Regions from separate parts of the Gossypium hirsutum genome. Here region 1 is linked to region 2. Evidence: chromatin contacts called from public Hi-C data. All regions are on one chromosome and are shown on one strand. Each heading gives the region's core, a stretch centred on a gene start, on an enhancer-like site or on the middle of the called end of the contact. The rest is flanking DNA. Distances are from core to core; before and after follow the strand shown. Region 1 has its middle 9.3 kb from the start of LOC107901618. Region 2 holds the start of LOC107913372 (SUMO-conjugating enzyme SCE1).

The links. A called contact is a pair of places that touch in the nucleus more often than the background predicts.
Region 1: a contact with region 2 is called in a Hi-C map of leaf, with 2.0 times the contacts expected there. The contact joins the enhancer-like site here to the promoter of LOC107913372 in region 2. A contact is called at or near these places in 5 of 34 Hi-C or Micro-C datasets (callus and leaf).

The regions. Positions count from the first base shown.
Region 1 is chrA11:35,679,265-35,681,964 of Gossypium_hirsutum_v2.1, forward strand. No RefSeq gene overlaps it. Among protein-coding and RNA genes, the nearest start is that of LOC107901618, 9.3 kb to the right of the region's middle. Within about 2 kb of position 1,442, at least 4 of the 9 cell types and tissues checked have an H3K27ac peak or open chromatin away from gene starts, as enhancers often do. A contact at or near this core is called in leaf, where this site is marked.
Region 2 is chrA11:35,309,292-35,311,991 of Gossypium_hirsutum_v2.1, forward strand. LOC107913372 (SUMO-conjugating enzyme SCE1) reads right to left here and starts at 1,383. Exons shown (of 5, transcript XM_016841939.2): 1 at 911-1,383; 2 at 728-811. The coding sequence starts at 979.

The sequences.
Region 1 (2,700 bases), core at 192-2,691, 370 kb after region 2:
GGGAGGGCAGAAAACCCCAACATTAATCTCATCTGGTGGGGTAAATGAAGAAGAAACAAAAATAGAGATATTGGGGGCATATTTTCATTGTAAGTAAGAGATACACTAACACTGCTCAATTGATCACGTCATGGATTTGTTTTTAGTAAAACATTTATTTATTTATTTATTTATTTATTACGTTTTAACAAATTACAAGTGAAAAATTCACTTAAAGAAATTAGTCCATTAACGGTCAGGTCAAATTATTATCTCATCAAGTTTTGAATAAACAGATTTGATCCTTGCAATCATTCAATCACATCAAATTTGGTTAACTGCGACTATTGATTTAGCTTTCAACCAATTTATTCCATTCTGCTTGGTATGTTGGATTCAACATCAAAAAATATTTATATTTGATTTTATCTTTTATGAAAAAGTTTTAATACGAAAGAGAAGAAAAATAAATAATTTTTTAAAATAAATTTATTATAGATTCTAATTATATATGTTATTTTTTATGCAATGTTTAGAATAACTCATAGCTAGAGTTGATCGTGAGCGGAGTCAAGTCTCAACTAAATTTTTGGGTTGTTTTTAGGCCTAGACTCAATTTGAAAAAAAAATAGACCTAAAACTTTGTCCAGGCCCGACTTAAATTACAGAAGCCAAACTTAAGCTCATATTAATTTTTTTTGATTATTTTATTATATACAACAAATTTTAAAAAATATATAATATATCAAATACACTTAAAAAGATTAAAACAAATATTAAAATAATAAAAAATTAAAAATTAAAAATACATAAAAAAATATTTATACTAAGATAATTACAACGGAAATAGTAACAAGATTCCTAATACAACATAAGTTCTACAATATTCAAATGATATTAAAAACAATAGCGAAATAAAATTAAAAACCACAATGAAACAATAGTAAAAACACAAAAAAAAAACAACAACACCCAAATAATAAAAATAAAAGCAAAAATAGCAACAAAAACAGCAGGATATAATTTTTTTATTAAAAATAGTTATTTTATTCAAGTTCGAGTTAAAAAAACCTTTTATCCAAGGTTTGACTTATTTAAAAATAAATATTTTTTTATTTAAATCTATTTTTTAAATTTATATTTTTATCTAAATTTTCTAATTTTTCAGATCAGATTACACAACCTAATCCATAATCAGATATACTCGTAACTTTTCTTTTAACTCATAAATTGGGTATTATCTCCTATCCTTGAATTACGCATATTCAAACTTACTTTTTAAAACCATTGTAATAATATTATAATTTTAAATAGAAATGGGAAATAAAATTATGATTAGATATGGGAAGTTTGTGTCCGTGATTGAAGAAAATATAATTGAGGTTGAATAGAGGCACGTGGGAAGATATAGAAAAAGAACAGAGTGCGGCTTCCATGGAGCAGAGCAGACTGCCAAAAGTCAAAGACGGAAAGGCAGCAGCGACCAAAGCCAAAGAGAAGGCGTGCTCCTTTCACCTGCCTAATTTCTTGACTTTCTCATCCACACAATTCTTCTAAATTTTTATTTCACGTCAAATATGATACACCAATTCTATTATATTTTAGTATCAAATTTTAATTTTGTTTCCCTTACAATTATTTAAAAATACATAAAATTAAACTCTATGTGATAACTTAATAGTTAAAAATGTTTATTACCTTAAATGTGACTTGAATTCAAATAATATTAGTTACATTTGTTATTTAAACTTGACCCAATGTAATTTATTAAAAACAAAGGAGTTAATCAAGATGTAAAAGTTTTATAAATAAAAGACAAGTTGAACATTCTAAACTTAATTGTAAACATAAAGAGTGGTAGTTAGGGTTGCCATGAATCTGGATTTGATTGATGTGTATATAATATCCTATTGCAAATGGACCAGCAATATTTAAAAACGTGAAGTTTTGATTTGAAATGTCCAAAGAAAGAGAGTAGGATAGTTTGGACTTTTAGGAGCAAAAGTTGGAATTAGAGTGAAAAAAAAAGGAAGAATTCAAGAACTTTCAGTTAAAGTTAGGTCGATGTTTCAAATGCAAATAAAATAAAATACCTTGATTTCTTCTAACTTAGAACCAAATACGAGGTCACCATTTTTTCATAATAAAAAAACACAATAATAAACCACTAATACATCTCCTTATAATATATTTGCTATAAAACAATTAAGTTACACAATTTTGGGGGTAGACTTTGGTGGTGATTTACATAGTAGAAAGTTATGAAAATGGAGGTTTAGGAATGCAGTGATGCCTATGGTTGATTTCTTTTATTCCGTGTTTGTCATTATTTCTCTTGATATTTATAGAAGAATAAAAGTCTGGAGTGTGTTCCTCATCAGATGAGTACTTCTTTAGTAGAGTTTAATTTAGATTTAGATTAGAATATGATCTATATAAAGTTGATGTGCTTGGCAAGTTAGAAAAATTAATGAAATTGAATCTAATATCGAGGACGGAGTTAAGGGGGTTGGTAGGGGTCTAGTCTCCTTAAAATGATTTTTTTTTCATTTAAGCCCCTTTATGATTTATAAAATATTAAATTAATAATAGTAAAATTGGACTTAGACCCTTACAAAAATAGTAAATTTTGATTTAATCTTTTAAAAATTATAAAGATATATGCTTTTAAAATTGTGAAATTATATAATTTTTACTATCGTAAAAATATATAATTTAATT
Region 2 (2,700 bases), core at 133-2,632:
GTTCACAACATGATTGATAAAATCATGTAAAGCTGACTAGTATAAAAAATCTACATACAGTAACATACTGACCATCAATAGATGATTGTTTAAATATAACGAAAACTTACTTTCTAAAAGCCTAAAATCCATTATTCCTTCCCCTTTTTATGTACCCAAAAGAAAAAGAAAAACCATATTAAATTGTCAGCACACAGTCTTCAATATCCATCCATGTTTACTATCAATCACCATTTTCCTAAAATTCTCGAGAAAAAATAAAAAAGAAAATAACATATGATGTAACCCACAAATATATGAAAAACTTGTTTAGGCTCGGCATTCTGAATGCGAGCTAGTCATACAAACCACGCATATACCATATGCACCATAATAGAAAGAAATATTCCTATTATCCTATATGGAAAGCACAGCACTCAATTTAATCCAGAATTATCAATATCTTTGCTAGTCCATGTTTTAACCCAATAAAATCACATAAAACTTGGGTTCATTTACATCAATCAGCAGCGCCCTCTCTCTTTAAAGGAAAAAAACCTCTCTAAGGCCAAAACGAAGAAACGAACCCTAAAATCTTAAAATCTATAAACAGCACAACAGCATCCACGTCCAAAGAAATAAGAGAAAATAATTGACGAACCAAACTCAACAAGCAGAATCCATTAAACTTTATCGACGATAATGAAAAAGAAAAATACAGAAATTAAATAGAAGTTCTTCGACTTACTCCTGCTTTACCAGGGATCGTGCAATGCCACACCATCAAATTGACCGTTCCATCAGGCAACGTCTCTGGTTTCGCAACAAAACCCTAAAATTTCAACAACAAAAAAATCAAACAAATAAAAAAAAATTAAAACATGAAACCCAGAAAAAAAGAAACAAGAGCAGGGAAACAAACTCCACGGACATGGGGATGGTTCTTCCTCCATGCCTTACGTTCCTCGGCGAGTCGACCACGCGCTATTCCTCCCGACATCTCTCTCTCTCTCTCTCTTTTTCTCTGTGTCTTGTCTTTCAGATTCCGGCCTTCTCTTTCTCTCTCTAAAACCCTCACCCAAATGTTCTTTCTTCCCCTTTCTTAAATAATTGTTTTTTTTTTGGATTAATTTTAATAATAAAGAAAATTATATTAAAAAAAAAAGGGCGTTGATGGAATCGACTTTTCCATTTTCAATTTCTCTTGGTCGTCTAAAATAAAAAGAAAATAATAAAATATTAATTATTTTGGTCTTCCGGTTGTGCCCTTGATGAAGAGAGGAGTCGTTGCGCCGAGTTGACCAAGAGAGAAACGTGCGGTTAAGATTTGATCTGGTGGGGTGGGTCCCAATCCCAAGGGGTACCTTCGTTGCTTTTAGATATATGTATATTTAGGTTGGATTAATTAATCTTTGGCTTTAAAAAGTTTAAATACAAAAAAGTCAATGAATTAGCTGTTGTATTATATTCCGGCGTGAAATCCACGCCACTATACTCCTCGCCAGTCACGTGCCTTCTTTTATTGGGCCACGCATAGAGCTTGAGCCCATTATTGGATCCATTAAAGCCCGAGGTTGTTTCAAATTTCAATTGCCAACCACTTAATTGGTTGACCAAATTCCAAGATGGTAGTGTTATGATTATCAACAACCTCATTTAATTATTAAAAATGTTTTAATTTTTACTTGCTTGTTAAACGCAAATAGCCTTTTTTTTTTAGGATTATATATATTTAACTCTCATTTAATCTGAAAAAGCTTTCTATTTGTAGTTGCTCCAATTTAATATTTAAATTATTGTTATAACAAAGCAGCTTATGACAAAGTGAAGTAATAAGTAAAGTATGAGAGAATAAAGATCAACTTCGGATTCATTAATTCTACTTTGTAAAGCCTTGCTCAGGGAACGGTTATATATACTAATTAAATTGAATTACCTATTGACTTAAAACCAATTTACCCTTATAACAATAGATAATTGCAGCTCAATATTGAATCTAACTTTTACAATCACTCTCCCAAATTATCCTCAAATGCAAAATCTTGAAAACTCTTTAAGTAATACTTCAAACAAAATAGTAAAAGAATACACAATAAAGCAATCGAAAAAGACACTCTAAAAACTATGTCACAATGTGCGACTAACCTACTTATTTATACTTCTTCGAGAGTCATTCTAGTCAAAATCAGATAAGATTTTATCTTCAATTTAATAGTTGATTTTAACAAATAGCTTATTTTGAGTCCCATAAAACTCTTCATAGTACAACTTCTCAATAGCTTCAAACTTTCTTAAAGTATAATGATAAAGTCTTTCAACAAATGAAATTGTAACACCCTAAATCTATCTCTATTGTCGGATTATGGTTATGGAGCATTACGGTACAATAGCAGAACCTTTAATTTCAAAACAAAAGTAATTATTCAATTTATGTATAAATTCCAACATCTCATCTTAATCGTAGCAACATACACATTTAGGCCTTAAATCGAGCCTTCGGGCCCTAAAAATAATTTGCGAACAATTAGGGATCAATTTGAAATAAATTAGAAAATTTTGGAAAAATATGAAAATTTTGGAAACAGGGGTCACACGGCAGTGTGGCTAGGCAGTGTGACATAGTCTAGACAGTGTGGACGTTCGAAGTCTGGACACAACCATGTCCCAACTCGTATACCCGCCCATTTGGTTATTCGAAATAGGGTCACACAGTCATGTCGC